Linked DNA regions of Cyprinus carpio: region 1 is linked to region 2. The links are chromatin contacts, called in public Hi-C maps. All regions are on one chromosome and are shown on one strand. Each heading gives the region's core, a stretch centred on a gene start, on an enhancer-like site or on the middle of the called end of the contact. The rest is flanking DNA. Distances are from core to core; before and after follow the strand shown.

The links. A called contact is a pair of places that touch in the nucleus more often than the background predicts.
Region 1: a contact with region 2 is called in a Hi-C map of skeletal muscle, with 3 times the contacts expected there. The contact joins the promoter of cul4a here to the promoter of lamp1a in region 2. A contact is called at or near these places in 3 of 8 Hi-C or Micro-C datasets (red blood cells and skeletal muscle).

Annotation. Positions count from the first base shown.
Region 1 is chrA1:16,835,903-16,840,050 of ASM1834038v1, reverse strand. It overlaps cul4a (cullin-4A), which reads left to right and starts at 1,292. Exons shown (of 20, transcript XM_019111742.2): 1 at 1,292-1,704; 2 at 1,935-2,050. The coding sequence starts at 1,599. pcid2 (PCI domain-containing protein 2) reads right to left here and starts at 705. Exons shown (of 15, transcript XM_042753276.1): 1 at 579-705; 2 at 187-273; 3 at 1-87. The coding sequence starts at 222.
Region 2 is chrA1:16,579,782-16,584,335 of ASM1834038v1, reverse strand. lamp1a (lysosome-associated membrane glycoprotein 1a) reads left to right here and starts at 2,625. Exons shown (of 9, transcript XM_019111736.2): 1 at 2,625-2,905. The coding sequence starts at 2,854. It overlaps cul4a (cullin-4A), which reads left to right. Exons shown (of 20, transcript XM_019111742.2): 20 at 1-269.

The sequences.
Region 1 (4,148 bases), core at 43-2,542, 260 kb before region 2:
TAGACGAGGGTTGGCCACATGTGGGTGTTTGAAGGACAGCATCTCTGCACAGAACGCCCCGTCTCTGCTGTCTATGGCCTCCAGAACTCAGGAAGCACAGACAAGAGGCACATTACATACAGAAGAGAAAACATACGACAATAACACTATGACAGAATACATGAAACATAACAGACAACAGCTCACCTGCTGCAGGTACTGATTCAGTGTGATATGAGCCATCCTGATCTCCACAAACACAGCGGAAACACACCGTTATATCTAATGTGATGCCTACCGGGACAACAGCAGCACGATTGAGACACATTCACATCTGATCAGCAGAACATTACATTTACACTAGAATACGAAACAAAACAAACACGGCCAGTTTAATCCATAAATGAAGTATTTAGTGTGTGGTATTAAACTCTAGTATTTGAAATTAGCTCTAGCGCAGCTGCTAATTCACTCATTTATTAATTCATTCTACGTTTCAGTAACCCTCATAATGATCATGAAGCTTTATGAGTCAAAAGTGTGATACATATTATATTAAATAAGCGATTTTATCAAGAAAATCACTTGTATTTATTTACCCAAATGAATTCACATCACTTCGCGCGTGTCCCTCAATGCAGAGTCGCTGACGTCACAGCAGCACTTCCTGTTTACATCTGTGAACACACAGCTGTGGATTCCAATTTGCACTTTCCATAAATGTAAATATTACTGAAACACAGTTAAACGTATTTCATTTTAGAGTCTCCATGTATTTTACATAGCACATTAAAGGGTGGTTTATAACTATTTTGCTAGGTAAGTTTTTGTTAATGTTTGTCAATAATAAAATAATGTCAGTTTTTTTTTGGTTTCAATTACAATTGCAGACATGTACAGACATTTACAATATGCTATATTCTAAATATAAAGTAATGAGAGTGCATATTTAGTGTATAAAGAGTTCATGTTCATTTTTCTCAGTGGCATGTGAAAAATAAAGTACTTGTGTGTTTAGTTTACTTTTATGTTTAGATATCTAATGTGTGAGCATTTTAGATGTTTTGTCAAAGAAGACCTAAAGTATTTTTTATTTCTTTATCTATTATTATTATTATTATTATTATTATTATTATTATTATTATATTTTAGCACCCATTAACCTAAGTTGGCTTAATTTTATTTTATTTAAAATTTAGGCTCTATTTGTTTTATTTATCATTTTATTATGTTTTTTTTTTTTTTTTTTTTTTTCTGTACAGTATATGTAGCTTTAGTAGCGTGCGTGTGTGTGTGTCTCTTAGTGTTGCGCTGTCTGCTGATCCTGCGGCGGCAGATTCGCTGTTGGTTTGCCATCTTGTTATGGTTCTCGATGCTGACCAGTCAAAGTGAATATGAAGTTTATACGATGAATATGAAGATTATATGATGAATATTTGGGGATATGTCTGTAAGCGTGTGTCGTGTCAATCCACAACAGCAGCTGAACTCACTCCATGAGGTTTGGATCCGGTTCCTTGGTTCTGGTTTTGGTTTATAGCTACCAGCTAACAGCTCAACTCTCTGCGTTTATTGTATTTCATATGAGCATTTAAATGCACTGAGATCAAATCTAGCTCATGATGGCGGAAGACATTCAGCACAATCAGAAAGCAAACTTTAATGGACTCACCAAATCAGCCAAATCAGGAGCGTCTAAGAAACTCACCATAAAGAACTTTAAAGGTGAGATGAACACAAAACTACAACCACAGCTAGTACACAAACGATCAGTAATGAATCACATGTCTATGTGTCAAAACATAGTGAACTTCCTACACAGCACTGTCGTCTAAAGTGTGTTCATTTGGCAGATCACTGGACTTTAAATTCAAACTGAATATTATAAGCAGTATTATTGTTTTATAAGTATGTTTTAATAATAATATATTAAATAATGTGTGTGCATTTTACAGACAGACCGGAACTAACAGACTCCTACACTGAAGACACATGGATAAAGCTCAGAGATGCTGTTAGTGCCATTCAGAACAGCACCTCAATCAAATATAACCTGGAGGAGCTTTACCAGGTGAGACCACAGCAAACCAGATCATGAGTCCACTCAGATTAAATCCTCATATAAACCACCTGAGACTTGAGGATTTGAGATCCAGAGAGTCACACAGGGTCAATCTGTGCATTCACCTGTTAATGAAGCACTGCTACTTAAAATTATTATGTTGACAAACACTACTGCTCAAAAGATAAAGGTCTCTTATGCTCACCAAGGCTGCATTATTCCGGTAAAAAAAATACAGTAAAAATTGTGAAGTATTATTACTGCAGAATGACACATTTTTATTATTGGGTGATTCAACACATACATGTTTTTCCAGCTAAGAAGATCAGCACTTTTAGAGTTTCATCCTCCATGTGATGTGAGCATAAATATTGTGACAGTTGACTCGCAGTTCTTTCTAAGTGTTCAGCTGGGTCCTGCTGCATTAATTCTTCAGATATTAAAAGCAGGGAATGTGTTGTATCAGTTATAGCCATTGCTTCTGCATTTTGAGTCTTGCATTTGATGACGACACACACAAACCAGGATGAAGACAAGGGAGCTGACTTTGAGAGAAAAGCAATTTGGATGCTAAAAGAAAAGAGGAACTCAATTAGAGCTGTCAAAAACAATGGGCATGGAGAAATAACAGTTTGGAATGTCCTAAAAAAGAAGATAACAACCAACGACGACCTGGTCAGCTGAGAAAAAAAACAGCCGTTGATGACAGACAAATCATAAAAACTGTGAAAAAGAACCCTAAAATAAGTGTCTGTAAAATCACCAACAACCTCCAGAAAGCTGGAGTGATGGTCTGACAATCTACCGTCCACAGAAGATTTTGACACAGAATTACAGAGACTACACAGCAAGATGCAAACCTTTGACCAGCACCAAAAATAGAAAGGCAAGATTAGAGCTTGCAAAAAAAGCACAAAGGTGAGCCAGCAGAATTTTGGAACAGTTTTATGGACACTGTTTTTCTAAGATGGCGCCGCTGAGTTCGGATGCCGTCCAGGTCGCTCCGCTTAGATTGTGTTTTTATTTATTTTTGAACTTTCTTTTGCTTTCTCTTTTTACACACATATCGTCTGCACTGATCACTTACGACAAAGGAACACTTTTGGACATTGGACACCGCTTCACTAACCTGTTTCAGGACATTTTATCCTCCAACCCATCGTGGCCATCTGAGATTCTCCGGAACGGCGAGATAAACAATGGCCACTTGAATAACCCACCGCGGCGACGGATCAAGAAACACAGCGGGAAACGTGCTGGGATTCGCAACAGACTGAGAAAAAGAGCTCACAGTCCTCCTCTGCCGAGCATTCTGCTTGTCAATGTCCAATCTCTGGAGAATAAGATGGACAATCTTAGAGCCAGGATAAGTTTCCAATGGAACATTAGGGACTGTAACATCCTTTGTTTGTCTGAAACATGGCTCACGACCTCGGGCAGGACAGGACAGTAGAGGCCAGTAAATCCAAAGTTGGTGGAGTGTGTTTCATGATCAACAAGAAATGGTGTGACCCCAGGAATATCTCCACTCTGTCTGGAACATTTATCCATTATTTGCCGCCCATTCTATCTGCCCCGGGAGTTTTCATCGATCATCGTTACTGCTGTCTACATTCCAACACAGGCAGACACAAGCTTGGCTTTGTCTAAGCTTCACGATGTGCTCAGCGGTTACATTAACAAACATCCTGACGCTGCTTCTATCATTGCGGGGGATTTTAACCTCCGCCAACCTCAGGCAGGTTATGCCTAACTTTTATCAACATGTACCCTGTCCAACCAGAGGACTCAATACACTGGATCATTGCTACTCTCAGTTTAGGAATGCCTACAAAGCTCGCTCACTACCGGCTTTTGGCAAATTGGACCATGCCACCATTTTCCTCACACCGGAATATAAACAAAGGCTCGTTCAAGAACACAGATGTAGCATTCAGCTTTGTAAACACGCTAACCGAACCAGCCACGGATACAATAACTATAAGGACCTTCTCAAATCAGAAATCGTGAGTGGACAAAACAATCCGTGCTGCAGTAAACAAACGCACTGCTGCGTACATCTGTGCCTTTGGAAACAAATTATCTGCAGCTGTGAGAACAGACCCGT
Region 2 (4,554 bases), core at 1,376-3,875:
GTTTCTTCCTCCCTGATGCCAGAATCGTGTTGATGTGAGGTGTGTTACAAGTGAAGTTGACACTTTTGGCGGTTATCCGCTCAGGAAATGGAAATCACACACACACACACACACACAAGTGTAAGAGTGTGTGTGTGTGTGTGAGAGAGAGAGAGAGATATCTGTCACTCATCACCTGTATTCTGTCACATATACAGTTTTGTAGAACAGAAGATTCTATTCTTTGTAAGTGGGCAAAGATATGAAAGAATAAATCATATTTAAGATATTATGAGTGAACTGTATTACTTGCTATTGTTTCTCATTTTGTGTATGATTAAACTCATGACAGAACACAGCCAGCTCATATTTCAGCCCAAAATGACATTTTGGAAATAAATGACAATTGTAATACAATGATTTTACTGAAAGGAGAACTATAAATACTATTTAAATAATTCATGCTGAATCTATAGTGAAACATATTGTTAGCTCTGTGATGAATTACTTTTGTTGCTCTGTTGTAAGTCACTTTGGAAGTATAAGCTAAATGTATACATTTAAATGATATTTTTCATAAAGAAGCTAATTTTATGATTTGCACATTGCACAAGTTTTTATTTTATATTTTTATGACATTTAACAAAAAAAAATTCAATCAATAGTACGTACAAATACTAACATGACAAATAAATCCGTACAAATTAAATAGCATAATTTTTATTACAGTAATGAGAATGTGATCATTGTTTATCTGACTTCCCGTTAAATATGTAAGCTTATTTAGAATTTAAAAAAAGGTAATTGACAATTTCACAATTCAGATTTTTTTCTTGTAAATCTGAGATTTAAATTGTGAAATATAAACTCAGCGTTGTGTAAAAAAAGATGTGTGAGATAAAAAAGGTTCAATTCCCTTTTTATTTTTTATTTTTTATTTATTTTTTCCTGTGGCAGTAATGAAAACAACTAAATTGTAAACTGCAACTATTAGAAAACAGTCCAAATTATGAGATATAAAATCTAAATATAAATTCTTATTATTATTTGTATTCTGTGGTGGAAACAACCATTCATAGATAATTATATAAATTATGTAAAAATAAATATTATTATTTGTTTTTATTATTATTTGTATTCCATTTTAAATCGTCAAAGAATCATTTCCCATGTTTTAAATTGCCTGTTTTAAGTTTTTAAAATTGCTATTTTTGTTAAACTAAGTCTCTTTTCTTTGAATTACCATTGTGTACGAAATGTGCTTAAAATAAACTTGATGCCTTGAACTTGCCTTGCCTTGCCTTGCCTTGCCTTGCCTTACATCACAAGAACCCAGTTTTAAAGTAATTGCTATGAAACTAAGTCTTCTAGGTCTTAAGATGGTCTTCACTAACTTCATGCAAAAGACAGTTATTTATCTGTTTGATTCAGTGGTGAAATATGAGCGTATTTCTGTTTTGTTGCTGTTCTGTATCTTCGTGATGAGGCAAGCCGTCAGTCTGGATTCTCCTCCCACAAACACAAACACTCAGACTAATGTGATTTCCTGCCTCATTCACAGAGTAATTCCTTAAAGAAACAAATTATGGCCCAAGAGCATGACACAGCAGACAGAGGCACACAGAAGCAAACACATGCTTCACTGTGCTCACTGACCTCTAACCTGCGGTTGCTCTGAAATACCTCACCAGTGCATTCAATACTGACACAATACACAGGGTTTATCTCCAGCTTCAGTCTTGATCAGATGCATGTATTGCAGGACGTTGCTGTTACTCACTCTGACTCATGCTGAGATCTAGTGGAGGAGTTGAGTTGAGTTTGAGATGAGAAAGTGTGCCTGTAGTTTCTTGGAGAATGACCAGTGCTCATCTGAGGTAAGAAGAGGTCAAACCACGACTTCCTCTTGTCCCAGATGTACATTCATGCATATGGCAGATGCTTTTATTTAAAGTGACTTAGACTGGATTATAGATATACATTTTACTAGTTCATACATTCCCTGAGAATCGAACCCATTACTTTGGTTTTGCAAGTACTAGGTTTGACTACATGCATACTGTATAGATGTCACTTTAGAAAGTTTAAAATCCTAACTGTATCTAATTTTACTGTAGAATTTGTAGAAATAAATTATAAAATGCATAATAGATTTTTAATAAATTATATTTTATAAAATAAAATGATTAAATTCTACAATTACATTTTAATAAATTATTTGATTATAGAATGATTTTAATATAATTTCTTGAGTTTTTTTAATTAACAGCAAGCAATCAGCTGTAGACTATTTTACATAAATTATATATGAACATACATTATTCAATTTAATGTATGTTCTATGCTGTTAATAACATTAAACATGACTTATTAATATTATAAAATGTTTTAATGGATTGTGAAATTATACATCTGGAGGTAGTTATGATTTTAAACTGTCTAAAGTGACATCTGTATTCCTGTAGCTTTGACAGCATTGTTAATAAATAACGCTTATACTAAAATATATTTTAAAATTAGCATTTAATTAAGAACTATTTAACAGTTTATACTGCCAATAAACAGTTATAGTGAATGCAGTCCTGTCTGTGTTATAAAGTGATACGCAGTTCTCCCTCACGTGACTGGTGTGGGCGGGGCTAAAACGCTCACAATCACATGACTGGAACATTCTGCCTCATGACACAGTGACTCTGCTGCCAGACACTGAATAAACGTCGTAGCACCATTTATGACTGACAGACACACACTCATATAAACGCACAGATACGCGCTGATCGTCTTCAGTACGCAGGCTTTAACACGTAAGTTAGTGTTCAGCGCTCGGAGTTTGACGCTTTTTCTGACGGACGTCAGTAACGTACAGACTGAGGCATGATGGTCAAACGGTGTTTCGCTGCAGGTGTCTGCTGGACTCTTCTGATGGGTAAGTCATTATAACTCAGTCAAAGTTATCATTATACATCATCTGGACCGGACTGGCCATCGGGAGCACTGGGAGCATTCCTGGTGGCAGGGCGGCTCATTTGGCCCGCTGCCCGGTTTTTTATTTTATTTATTTTTTATTTTTTTATTAATATTTGATATTTATACCTTCTTAATGTACCAAAGTGATCAGTGATTAGTGAGAGCCAATAATGATTTTTTCTGAACTATGAATAAAATAAAAATTAAAAAATAATTAACATTTTCTCATTTTATTAGTACTATAGTAGATAGAATAATTACGTTTAGGGCTAAATTAATTTTTTACGTTAAGTCCAATATCCTCGCGAGTCGCGACTCATGATTCTCAAATTGAGAGGACATGAGAGTACTCTCTTTTCGTTATTTTCTCGCTTTAGCAAGTTAACAAGTTATATATATATATATATATATATATATATATATATATATATATATATATATGTATATATATATATATATATATATGTATATAATATAAACCCGCTAATAAAAATGTGGTGGACTGAGTCATTTCTGGTTGAATTGGACAGGCGATCTGAAGCGATGGCCTTGAGTGTGGCGTGTGATGCAGTATTCAGTTTAAGCATGTAACGTTACACAAGCCATAAGATTCACCCTCGCTTGTGACAGCTGAGCTGAAGTGGATCTTGTGAAATGTGTGATTGCTCTTGAGAAACTTAAAGATGAAGTAGGCTACGGAAGGAGAAATAGATTCTCAGATCTCTCTTTGCTGCACATAGAGAACATATAGAAGAGAAGAGATAGTGAAAGAAAGCAAATCGGGAAAAGACGTGGCTTTTCTGCATTAGGTATGTTTTTCTTTTTTTTTCTTTTTTGTATCTTTAATGTCTCATATATGTTAGCCTATAAAAATATGTTTGTGACCTATTATAACTGCTAGTATCTGACAGGCTATCAGTAGCACCAGGGACGATTTTCCTTTTAGGGGGGGCTCAGCCCCCAATGAGAGGATAATAATAAATCAATATTTTTTTGTCTAATAGGGTAGGGTGGTATACTAAACTTATTGCAGTATTCCGCTGTAGTGCACTGATGGGTATAGCATTTGAGTAATGAATAAACCTAATACAAGCCCCCCCCCCCCCCCCCACCTCTCTCTCTCACACACATATATCTCTACACACCTGTTTACTGTACAAACACAAAATTTTACTGTTTGCATGTCTACAAAGCTTTTTCTAAGCTTTTTTCAAAGTTAAATTTTCAAATGAAAATAGCAACATGATCGTTTTATAAACGATATAAACGATTAATTAAGTTTTATTTTCTTTGGAGAAAACAGCTGTGATGTAATGAGGAAAACTTTACAGTAGATGGGAAACCGATTGCTCCCCGTGACATTTTGTAAACTGTATTTATGACAAAGAACTGCACAGATGCAGATATTATAACAATCTATCGATAAACACACACCTTGTCCTCTGTTTCTCGCTCTGCGCTGCCACGGTCTGTATTTGTCTGTTTGTATTTTAATAAGTACAGGTCAGAATAAGTATATGGTTTCATTTTTAAATAAATATATTTGTTACACTGAATGACAATTTGCCAAAAAGAGAGATAATATTGCCATTGTTCCCATAACTAAAA